Regions from separate parts of the Xenopus tropicalis genome. Here region 2 is linked to region 1. Evidence: chromatin contacts called from public Hi-C data. All regions are on one chromosome and are shown on one strand. Each heading gives the region's core, a stretch centred on a gene start, on an enhancer-like site or on the middle of the called end of the contact. The rest is flanking DNA. Distances are from core to core; before and after follow the strand shown.

Region 1 (6,298 bases), core at 2,364-4,863:
TAATAGTGTGCTTAATAGATTTTGCCTTTCCTTCTCCTTTAAAAACCTTACAATAAAATGAATGGAGCTTTGGCGGGAGTAGGAAGTATTTATTTACAGATTATTCATCCCGTCTCCTGTACAATAAACTCCTCCTTCTCCAATCTGCGTGAAGCAAGAGGGGAGGAGCTTATAAATACCCTGGCTCTACGTGGAAGAATGCAGTAAGAGTGAAAACAAAACCATGATCCATTTGCCAAACCCCATGCATAGGTACGTATCCTTCACTATCTGTAAAGTTACTCACTGTGACATAAAACTCAATGTGCCATGTGATAAAATAGTAGTTTTCAAAGAAAACCTTCCTGCCAAGCACTCTGGCCACCACACTGGGAGGGGGCTCTTGGTGCAGGCAGCCATATTGGGGCACACATATGCTCTCAATGAGCCAATGCCCCAGCTCACTGGCTATGCACATGCATGTGACATAGATCCTATGTTATACACACAACAAGCAAGCTGGGGCACTCATTCATTATGCAAATGTGTGTGCCCCAACATGGCCATCTTGACTGGGAGCTCCCAGTACTGGGGCCTGAATAAAAGATAGGGGGCTTTTCTTTATAAAAAAAAAAAAAAAATTATTGTTTCCCCATACAGAGTGCTATTATCCTGCACCTTCTGGTGGCAATAACTACCCTTTAAATAAATAAAGTACAGTTTGAGTTTTTAATGCAAAAAACATGTTCTATAAATGTTTAAAAGGGACTACTGAACAGGATAACTGTCTAATTACCATATATGTGATATCTGTTACTGCCATAACACAGTGACCCGGTGATGCTTACAGTAATAACTGTTTCCATTTTTGGAACATGTTTGCAGGCCAAACAGTCTCTGTTGATTTATATGTAGTATGGATATCGTTTTTTTCAGCTGCAAATGCACAATGTTGGACAGCGTATAGTGTGAGGTGCATCAGCTGAAAAGTTAGTGGAGAGGAGCTGCAGTTCCAAAATTAGATTATTTCAGGAAATACAGCGCTACAGCTTTTGGTTGTTTTTGGCTAAAAGGCCAAATCTGTGCATAAACGGGGCAACCAGCCCAAACAGAAACCAAATTTGATATTTAGCACTAAAATTAATATATGTAAGCTAAGGGATCTAAATAATCATTGTTTATTTTGCCCTGGTTTTGGTAATTACACCTGTTGCCAAGCCAAGGGCAACTCAAAGAATAATGAATTGGGAGGGGGGGGAAAATACTGGAGGTATTAACAACTGGCTTGCTTTACTCCTGCATCCTGTCATTGTGGGAGTTGGGGCTTTCCAACCTGCACAATGACATTCTTATTTATTGTGACCAAGACACAGGCAGCACTGAAGAGAGATCATATTTAGAAATAATAAGCCACACAATAGCTATTTCAAGGCAATCTGGCTACTTAAAGAAGTGATGCTAAAACATGTGACACCAAAAGTTCCAGTTCCATCCCCATTGACTATAATGTTCTTTATATGACTAATGGATCTTTATAAGCTCAACTAAAATATAAAATACAAGGCCAAGGCCTTACACATTTCAGGTGCTAACCCTTAACAACAAGCATTAGTATACGAGTAGGGCCTTGGCCTTGTGCGTTTTCTGTTTGTTTGTTTTTTTAGCTGAGCAAATAAAGATTAACTTTTAATGGAGGATTGTGCTGCTGTTCATTATTCATATGTGACATTTTGTGGGAGTGTGGGAACGCCAAGGAACTTGCAGCACCTCCTCTAACAAGCTGCAGTAGTGAGTTTGAATGGCTAATTGTTATTTTTTTTTTCATGTTAACAGCCTGCTAGTGCAAGGTGATTGGTGCAAAGACACAGCAACCCCATGTGCCTTTGCCTTAAATATTAAAAAAAAAAAATAAACAGGCACCTTAACTCATGATTAACATAAATATATTAAACTTCTCAGAATCATCAAGGATCTTACCGTCTTCGCTGTCTGACTCTCCTACAAAAACAAAAGGATAAAGGCTAGTTAGTATAGCACGCTGTAAAAAGATTGAGCAAGAATATATAATCTCTAGCATAGAGGCAGAGAGTGACTACATGTATAAGTACAACAAACACCAAAAAATGAAAGTGTATAAAAGTAACTAAAATATAATGTGCTGCTGCCCTGCACTGGTAAAAGTTGTGTGTTTACTTCAGAAAGTCTACTATAATTTATATAAATAAGCTGCTATGTAGCCATGGAGACAGCCATTCAAAGGAGAAAAGGCACAGGCACATAGCAGATAACAGATAAAAGACTATTGTATTCTACAGAACTTATCTGTTATCTGCTATGTAACCTGTGCCTTTTCTCCTTTTTTCCAGCTTGAATGGCTGCCCCCGTGGCTACACAGCAGCTTATTATATAAATTATAGTAGTGTTACTGTAGCAAACACACCAGTTTTACCAGTGCAGGGCAACAGTGCATTATATTTTTATTACTTTAAAGCTCTTTCATTTTTTAGTGTTACTGTTCCTTTAAAGTGCTTAAAAATACATTTCCAAAAATTAAATCACAGACAAAAGTCAAACTTAGACACACATACATTTACCTTGATTATTCTGATGCTTTTTATAAAACCCTGGTATGGGGAAAAGACTGTGTGTGTGTCAATACAAAATATTATTTGCTAGTATACTGACTACACAAAGGGTGTGCTTGGCAGGGGACTAATTAAAGCTAACTATACAAATATGCCAAACAGGTCACATCGTAATTATGAACTGGCTGCTTGCAGCTTTGCTATCTCTCTCTGTTTGGGCAGAATAAAACGGAGACCACCTTAGCAGGTCACCTTTATTACCACTTTGGTTATTTGTTTATTTACACATCAATTTTTTCCAGTATTAACTCTCCAAAAGTGGTAATAAGTTTGAAGGGTTGACCCTCAGCCTGAAACATAATAATACCAGTAGAATTCAGCATTGCCTGATTTGTTACCATTTCAGTGCAGCTGCTGTCCATGTTGTGTAACTGCACTCTCCTACCCTAGCTTACATTTGCAGTCTCTTTGTTTTCTCTGCTTAATGCTGTGCTGTCCTTTCCTGGCTGGGAGCGGATACACAAAACCAACAATCACCCTTAAACCCGGACATAGGTTTTTGTTTTATTTTTTCCAATTTTTTTTAAACCTGCACTATTAAATCCAGCAGAGGCCAACAAAAGGATTGTCAGCTTGTAACAATAGATGAAAAAAATAACCCATTCTCATTAAAACATGGGGGGATACTGCTTCCCGACCTCCCATCCCATTTTCCTCCTTCTTTCTCAATTCCCCATTTACCCTTCTTTGGTTACAGAAAAACAAAAAACCTATTGCTAGGTGACTGTGCTTTCCTTGGGTGATTAATTTTCAAAGCCCCCCTACAGCACTCCTTGCTATACCCCCTGATGGCAACCCCAATTATTTCTAAGTATCTGTCCTTTACAAGGCCAACTTGTTCTTTACAAAGCCAGCAATACTTTGCCACCATGCTAGGAATTTGGGTCACCAAAGCATATTCAGTTCCCTTTTGTGGCCCAACTTATAGACAAGGCTCTTGTTATCTTACAATAATGCAACAGATATTTAAAAATGAACCTGTAAAATGCCTGCAGCTTAGGCCCTCCCCATCAGTAGCACTGGGCCCCCACTGGTGGGAGGGGGGCAGAAATACATGCCCGACCCTCAATTCTCAAATTTTCATAAGCTGACTAAGCATTGTAGCAGTGTGTGTATATTAAGGTGTTTGTCTCCAGGTGAAGCAGAATGTTCAGTGTCAACAAGAGAAGTAAATAAAAGGCAAGTGATGATTTAGAGCAGGAAGTTTCAGTTAACCCACTGAATCCCACAAGTAAATTTCACATTGTATCCCATTAGAAAAAGCAAGTCACTGTGTATTATCAAAACAGTTTGCTGTATGTATTCCAAAAAGAATGTTGTCATGTTTAAACAAAAAAGAATTCACCAACCCCCACCCACAAAAGAAATCAACTGCTGGGTATTCATATAAAATTACAAGTTCTCTAGTGGGAACATCTTATTGGTTGCTATGAGTTACTGCTTCTGGATAAATTTAGTGCTTTTTTTTATTACATATGGTGGTAGGTATTGAAACACTGTTGTTGGTATTTGCTTCAATTTAGTCACAAAAGCATTCGTGCACAACTACTGCTGGGAAATGAGGCCTGGCTCACAGTTCAGTTCATGCCACAGGCATTCAGCAGGTTTAAGGGTCAAGAGCTTTGTATTGGAGAGTCAAGTTCTTCCACTCCTGTGTCAGCAAACCAATTATGTATATCTTGCTTAGTAAATAGAGCATTATTGTGCTTAAATAGGAAAACGCCTTCCCCCAAAACTGTTGCCACAAAGTAGGAAGCACAGATTTGTCAAGAATATCATTGTATGTTGTACCATGATGGTTTTCTCTAACTGAAGCCAGAGACCCTAGCCCTAACCATGGAAAATAGCATCAGGCAATTATTCTTCCTCCATCAAACATAACATCAATCAGCATTATGCATTTCACATGTAGTGTTCTCCAGTCATCCCCCAATTACAGACTTGTTTTTCAGACTGCTAGATGGCAAGACACAGTTTATAAGTGCAGAAAACATGTTTTTTTCTGACTACATGACAAAGTCAGTTTATTACAAAGTGGCCCACTAACATGCAGTATAGTGGATAATCATCACACTAAACTATAAAAAAAAGTTGCACAACACAGATCTACATAAACCTACAGATGGAAATAAGCCTTTTTATTATTTTTACTTTCTGCACAGGTGGGTGTGTAAAAAAAATTAGGCTTAAATTATGGTCCAGATCATTTCTATAGTGCCAGATGTTCACAGACCTCAAAACTGTAAAATGCAGCCCCAAGTCACCAAAGTGCATCTTATAAAAGCAGATAAACCAAATACTCCTTCACACCTTCCTATAACAGTTTCCATTTACACAAAACCTGAAACCAACCCTCCTGTGTTGCTGTGTACCGGTAATATCTAATGCATTTAAATTTAAAAACATTGCATGAGCATGTGGAACATAATCCTTCTCCTGGCGTCAAGAAATTTGTTTGCAGCGTGTTTCAAGTGACTGTGTGAGAGCAATGATTCAGCCTGAATTAAAATGAACTAAAGTTATTTTTTTTTTATAATAGTTGACAAAATGTCCTGTATATTCTCACCTTCCACATCAATCTTTGCTGGGCGTCTCTCCCGTAATTTTGAAGCAGAAGGTCTTTCTGTCTTAACAGCATTTAAGAGTCTCTGAAATTTTGAAGCAAATAACATGTAATTAACAACAGGCCCATTACTATTGCGGAGTCCCAATACATTTTAATTTTTTAGGTAGAGACTTATGAAATCCAAAAGTGACCCTAACCCATCCCTGGACATTGCATATATGTATATTTTTTTTTTGTCCCTGAAGAAGAGTACCGTTTGTACTGGAAATGTTGGAGTTTTTTCAATAAACTTTTTTCTTTTGCACCAAGTCCCTATACAGTATATAAGGAAACAATGAGGAGAAGGGAACAGTAGATATGGTGCAGATAGGAGATTTACAAGTGTGCACTGGAGTGGGGAGCATTCTCCATGTAATATGAGACAAAACTTTGACCTGGTCTTAAGCCATAAACTGGGCAATCCACTAGTGTATCTGACCAATCAGCCTGAAAGTTGAATGAACAGAGACTGTTTAAGTGGCCATAAAAGTGTGTGGCCACCTTTCTGTTGTTCTGTTTGTTCAGGCCAACAGCTCAATATTAGGAACTGCAGGATGGAGTGGATGTAAGGATGGAGTAATGGAGCTGCGACTCCCTTTCCTTATCTGCCAACATCCCCTTACAGACATTGTGTCAGATTCGTAGAAAAGGTCACCTGACCCGGTGTACATGCCCAAATGGTTAGACACACTGCCATATCAAATCTGGGCATGTGTCTTAACTATTTCCACGCTAACCCCTCTATGAAAGGTCTTACAGAAGAAAGGGATTAAAAAAAGAGAGAAACAATAAATATTAGGAACTTCTTTGCAACTAGAATGGATTTAGGAAAGAAGGATATCACTGGCCGTTGATGAGGAAAAGAAAAGTCTTCTTGTCACTAATTCCAAACTTATTTTTATGCATGCACAAAGGAAAACAGTTTATCCTTTTACACATGGACATAGTTTTAAGGCAGCCTGTCATGGTGTCTCACTATGTAACCTAAACTCATTCACACTACACTGCACTAGACTACAAGAGAAAGATGTCAAAAGTAACACAGGTATTCAGATGTTACCTCTTTATC
Region 2 (6,575 bases), core at 2,243-4,742, 210 kb after region 1:
GCAGAGGAAGAAATATGAAAATGACACATAAAATCAGAATTGCAGGACAGTAAATCTTATGCAAAAGAATTTTCCCTTTAATCTCACCAAGTCTGTCTGCTAGTTTCTTCGCTAGTTGCCCCTTGCCAGATGCCAAGTTTCCATCCACTGTAATAATCTTGCTGTTTGCTCCAAACCGTTTGGTGGTTCTTTCACCCAATACATACGCCCAGTAGCCATAAAGCAGATTGTGCCTGGAGCTGATATGGATCTGGGCCTGTTTTCAGTTAAAAAAAAATATCAATGTGAGAATTAAAAACTCTTTAAAACCTTCCATGAATGGTACATATAAAAGGTAATACATAAAAGATCAAAACACACTCTAATCTGCTATTACTGCCCATGTGCTGTGATTTTTTAGGCAAAAAACAAAATATCTATCACTGCTCTGTATAATCCCATCTCTACATTCCTAATGTCTGGATTGGTTTCCTTTTTTATAATACTTCTTTTTGACATTTCTGCATTAACAAACATCTGCAGAACAGAGACCTACACTGAGATAAGCATTTATTCCCTGTCAGTATGTAGGCATACCATGTTATCCTCTGCATTAATGATTTAAAAAATGTGTAGTTACCCCCTTAAGGGTGCCCAGAGCAATGACTAAAAGGACCCCTGCCTAAATAATAGTGAGATTTGAGGACACTGCCTATTTGCTATCCTAGATGCCCCCTGAAAACACAGCTTGAAGATCAATTATGGTAAGATCTGGGGTGAACCCACTAATACAGTGGGTCACTGAATCTTCACAGTTCAGAAAAAAATGGAATTACAAACTGTATTTGGAAGATGTGTTGTGGATACAGACAGAGTTACAGAGATACATGCCAATCTGATAAATCATCCCTACTTAAAATAGAAAGAAAGGTAAAAACTAAGCAAGCTTTATCAGAAAGGTCTATGTAAATACAGCCGTAAGCACTAACAGCACAGAGTTCTCTGTCAAAAGTTTTGTTGTGTCTGTTTTCCTGTGCCAGAGACACACAGCTCTCTCCTGCTCCCCCCTCCCTCAAGAATGCTAAGAAATCCTTTCCCCCCTTAGGAATGTGGATCTGAGCCAATCGGCAGGAAGCTGACTCATAGTCTTACAAACTGAGCATGTACACCGGTCTTGCTCTTGGTGTAGGAGCAAGGCATTATGGGAACTTTCTTTACACAGCTCAGCGGTTTTTCTTCCTGTTTGGCTTCTGATTATCTGAACAGGAGAAATATGGGGAAACTTAAGAGCACTATTGAGACAACTGAAGGTATGCCTGCAGCTTGAGATTAACTCTTTACTATCCTTTCCTTCTCCTTTAAGTAGAACAAAATTACATGCCACTTGTGTCAATTTAAGCACCTCTTATGGACTAAAATTGCTGACCCTCTACCCCAGTCTGGCACTCATCTTAAAAAAAAAAACAAAACCCCACACATACAAGCCCAAGGCTTTTTTCTTGCAGAGCACCACACCTCTATGTTTGTCCCTTAAACCAAAATAAGCTGGGTGAGTGAAATCTGATAAAACACTGTACAGTTTATGTACCTGTCTAGGGCAGCATAAGCGATTCCTGAGAAAAGTGTAAGCCCCAGGCTGGGGCATTTTTTTAGTCGCTAGGAAAGGCCCAACATATTGGTTCTCTCTAGGGCTAGGCTGTCATTTGTACGCCATATAAACAATAAATTGGAAGACATTTCTTTCAATTTATTTCTGACGAGATGTTTAGAGGCAAAATACCTGATTTTCCCAATCAGCAACAAATGAGTCAAGTAATCAAGTACACTAATAGATGTTTAGTGTTAGGGCTGTGACAGACGGGGAGATTAGTCACCGGTTCTAGGGTCAATGGCCCTGCCAGTCTTCACTGTCCCAAACAGCCCACATGCACAAAATTCTAGATTTTCACTCAAGTGCACATGCGCCCTATTCAGGACAAGATCACTGGCAGACATAATTATATAAACACAAAAATAAATAATGTGTATAAAGTAACACTGTTAAAAAAAAAAACCCAAAAAACTTTCTCCTGGGCCAGCTGCCCTAGTAAGATTCAAAAGACCACCTCAATATGAATTCTACTGGATCTGTACAATCTTGCTTTATGTTCTTTGTTCCTGCTGGAGGTGCCACAATACAGGTATAAGATCTGTTATGCAAAAACTCATTATCCAGAACCTCCCCCCATTTGAAAATTGGAAAAAGTCAGAAGAAGAAAGCAAATCATTTAAATTCTATAAGAAATAAATAATGAAGACCAATTGAAAAGTTGACCAATTTATCTGCTTCAGAATACCTAAGCACAAACTGCAGAACTGGGCAGGGGATTGGCAGCTGCTATATTTGGCTGCTCATCCTGCTAGGGGCTCCACAGCAGTGATCACCATGCTGGGGCGTGCACACTAAAGGGGCTATGTAATAAAAGGCACTAACCAATAGAAAGTTTGCTTATAAACAGGTGACCAGTAAATTCCACATGCTGATTGGTTGCTATTAGTTACTCTTTCTGGGCAAACTTTGTTACATAACCCCTAAAAGTCTAAAACATGCTTTTCTGTGCTCTTCCTGCACCAGATTACCTCCAGAATTGTGTGAGGAGCCCCTCAAGGGCAAAAAGCATAAACAAGAATGCACTGCCTATATTATAGCCACAGTAGCAATTGAGTTATTAGAGTTCATACAAGTTCATGCTGTAAGTATCTTATGAATTAATTTGTGTTATCTGGCCGCTACTACATAAAATGAATACATAACTTTTATTTACAAATAATTACAATTAAACCACATGATTTATAAAAGCAATTAAAACCAACTGCATATCAGGTAATATGGGCAGTAAGAAAAGAGGGGGGTCAGGTATTGCTAAGAGTCTCCCACACTCATTACTTTATCCTCCTTCCCATACAGTTATAAGACACAGCCCATGAGTGCTACCAGTGAGAGCAGGGCTGCTAATGGGAGGGTAATGGGAGGGTAATGGTGCTACACGTATCTGTCGCGGCTATTCTGAAGCAGTGACACCTTTGGGAGTCTGGTGATGCTGATAGGGAGTCTGACAAGTGCAGAGGTTCTTTTGTAAGAAAAAAAAAAAAAAAAAAGAAAAGTAAGTTTACATCTCCTTTTAGCTGTAATGAGTCTGTGAAACACTGAGACCTTGAAATATTACACAGCTGCTGGAACTATTGAACCTACACAGATTGGGTTTATTTCTTCACGTACGTTCCATTCAGCCAATTATTAGTGTGCGTACATATCATCTTACCATTGTGCATGCATGCTAACCCAGATACGGTGTAACACCATTAACATAGCATTACCAGCCCTGCACTAACTATGGATAGAAACCGGCCATAAAAGCAAATCCTTCCCGCTCCCAGCAGGCGCAGCCAGCCTTGCTTACCCGGCTTCCGGAGCATATTTTCCCTGTCAGCCTAAGGCCTCGGGACGCTGTACTTGAAAACATGTCCCCGTCCTTCCAGTGACGGTCGCCGCTAGGGGCGCTGCTAGCGCCACTTCCTGATAGTCCGCAGGTGATGTCACCAATACGTAACGTCAAGAGGACGTCTCCAACACGTTACGTTCGGCGCCTTATTCAAGTGGCTTCATAAATTAGTCACACGGAAGTGCGGCCTCAGTGGCTGCTCGGGGAGAGCCTGGAGAAGGTGCGGTGTTGCAGTCTTGGCTTGCCCTGAGTAGCATTATTTTTCTTTTTTTTGCTGACAGGATTAAATGGAGGAGATTATTCAGTTCTTGTGTGAATACTGGGTCACTTCCTGTTCAGTGGTGGCTTCAGATCTATTAAACACTCGCTGGTCTCTGTAAGGTGTGTGCCTTTTATATTAGGGGGCTAATGGAGCCTGCTTATACGTGGAGTATTTTTATTTTTTGCGGTAAGGGTGCTGATGAGCTGATTTGTATGTGTTGCCTGCGCACAATCTGACGTCACCTAGCGCAGGCAGCCATGTGACCAATGACCGCACAGGAATAGCTGTCAGTGCGGAGTCTGGAGATGTGAGGGAAGTACGAGTAGCGGCTGCTGACTGCACTGGTACAAAAAATGTTGTTGTTTGCTTATAAAGTTGATTTAATACACTGGTTTAGTAAATTGCTTTCAACAACTTTATGATACAGTTCATTTTTTGAGGCTAGGTTCAGACTGGGATTCAAAAAGGCCCTGGCATTGTATATAAAGTAAATGCTACCAATGGAAGCAATATAAATGCTGTGGTCATTGCATTTCTACATTTTTAATACTAAATATATAAAATAAGCAATAGAATTGTTTACATTTGAAACAATTGATTGCTTATGTATTACCTTCTCACCCCAGTTTAAATAAACTATTAACCCAATTGGGTTTAATCTTAACACCCTATTCAGTTCTCTTTCCACCAGTTAAGCCAGTGATCCCCAACCAGTGGCTCAGGAGCAACATGTTGCTCACCAACCCCTTGGATGTTGCTCCCAATGGCTTCAAAGCAGGAGCTTATTTTTAAAATTCTGGTTAGGAGGCAAGTTTTGGTTCATAAAAACCCAGTGTGAGTGCCAAACAGAACCTTCTGTAGGCTGCCAGTCAACATAGGGGCTATTAAGTAGCCAATTATAGCTCTTCTTGGCACCCCCTGGAACCTTCTTCATTCTTGTGTTGCTCCCCAACACTTTTTCCATTCAAATGTGGCTCACGGGTATAAAAGGTTGGGGATCCCTGAGTTAAGCCATTGTGCCATTTACACCAAGCTCGATTATCTATTCTATTTCTTTACCTTTTAGCCATCTCTGCTGTTCCTTTCCAGATCAGTCATCACTTCCATATCCAGAGTTGGAGTTGTATAATGTGCTAAAATCATATAGATGTCTTAGTGTCCTAATGAGAAAGTGCTAATGAAAACCTGTCCTGCAGAGATTATCTTGTATTCTCACAGACTCTTTATTTATGGTCACCTACCACCTGTGCTTTCTTAAGCTGGCCATACACGCACCGATACTATCGTATGAAACCTCGTTTCGTACGATATTCGGTGCGTGTATGGCATGTCGGCGAGTCGACCGATATCGCAGGAAGCTGCTGATATTGGTCGACTCGCCGATCGGCCAGGTTAGAAAATTTTGATTGGGTGCCATAGAAGGCGCCTGACCAAAATCTGCCGTCAGGGCTGAATCAGCAGAAGGAGGTAGAAATCCTATTGTTTCTACCTCCTTATCTGCTGTTTCAGCCCTGATGGTGTGTGGCGGATCTGACGATGTTTCGTGCGACCGATGGTCGCACAAAACATCGTCAGATCGCCACGTGTATGGCCAGCTTTATACAGATCAATTTTGTTTGCAGTAGCATTCTTTTTTTATTTAATTTGATATCTCCTGGTTATCATTAAGAGGATTTTCATACCTCCCAACATTTGTAGAATGTAAAGAGGGACAAAAACCTGTTTATCTTATTAGTTGCAATAGTATCTAAGTTCAGGTGTTGACTGTTAAGTATTCTAGTCTCTTTGTCATTTAGTACAGGAGATCAAAGGAAAATGAAGGATTTTCAATAAGAATCCGGGACTGCGGAAGCTTGTTTTTGTACAAGAGAACTCCTGCACATGGCAGCCACCCAGTCAGCATCACCAGACTCCTACAGGTGTCACTGCTTCAGAATACCTAAGCACAAATGTCAGAACTGGGCAGCAGAATTGGCGGCTGCTATATTTGGCTGCCCATCCTGTTAGGGGTCTCACCTCAGTAATCATCATGCTGAAGTTTGCCCACTAAAGTCCAAAATATGCTTTTCTGTGCTCTCCTGCATGAGCTTACCCCGAGAACAAAATAACCCCCTAACCCCTCCATATACCAGGCCAGGTGACTTTTATCAGTCAGTTGGTACCACATTTTTGTACATCCATGAAACCGCCTGGGCTCTGGAGGCTGCAGAAACCCAAAAAGTTTGCTAAATGTCTTCTACCTTGTAAGCATCTAACATAGCATAGTGGATCTATCTAGAAATGGATTCCTTAGCTGCTTTGGTACTTTTATGATGTCCTGCCATGAAACTAAGAGTGAGGCAGAGGACTTAGAAAAAGGCACTTGCTACTCTGTACAAGTACATTAGAGGGGTGCCGCACTACTCTATTTAACCACCCTAATCCCCAAGTACACCCCCATACGTAACCTTCGCTCTACACATGACCTCCTTCTCTCCTCCTCACTCATCACCTCCTCTCACTCTCGCATCCAGGACTTCTCACGCATTGCACCCATCCTCTGGAAGGCTCTTCCCCGTCCTATTAGGCACTGCCAGACTCTCCAAACCTTTAAACGGTCTCTGCGAGCAGAGCCCTCCCCCTAGTGTCTCCGATCCTCATCCAATGTAACTGCAAACCATTATTGGGAATTGTTTATATGTACATATTTACTGTTATGTCTTTTGTACCCCTCTATTCTGTAAAGCGCTGCGTAAATTGATGGCACTATATAAATAATAATTATAGACAGATAGGGGATGTTCTTTTTTTCCCCCATAAACTTTCTTTTGAAGCAGCTTAGGTGTTTTTTCACGGAGAGGGGAGTATAGTTT

What was found. Hi-C and Micro-C count contacts between places; a contact is called where the count stands out from the background.
Region 2: a Hi-C map of brain shows a contact between it and region 1, with 3 times the contacts expected there. The contact joins the promoter of ndufa10 here to the enhancer-like site in region 1. A contact is called at or near these places in 2 of 5 Hi-C or Micro-C datasets (brain and neurula embryo).

Annotation. Positions count from the first base shown.
Region 1 is chr9:60,695,133-60,701,430 of UCB_Xtro_10.0, forward strand. It overlaps traf3ip1 (TRAF3 interacting protein 1), which reads right to left. Exons shown (of 15, transcript NM_001171521.1): 6 at 6,290-6,298; 7 at 5,191-5,272; 8 at 1,957-1,977. Among named protein-coding and RNA genes, the nearest start is that of traf3ip1, 12 kb to the right of the region's middle. Within about 2 kb of position 3,614, at least 1 of the 11 cell types and tissues checked has an H3K27ac peak or open chromatin away from gene starts, as enhancers often do.
Region 2 is chr9:60,907,604-60,914,178 of UCB_Xtro_10.0, forward strand. ndufa10 (NADH:ubiquinone oxidoreductase subunit A10) reads right to left here and starts at 3,493. Exons shown (of 10, transcript NM_001083348.1): 1 at 3,420-3,493; 2 at 88-256. The coding sequence starts at 3,482. LOC116407521 (a long non-coding RNA gene) reads left to right here and starts at 3,592. Exons shown (of 3, transcript XR_004220384.1): 1 at 3,592-3,842.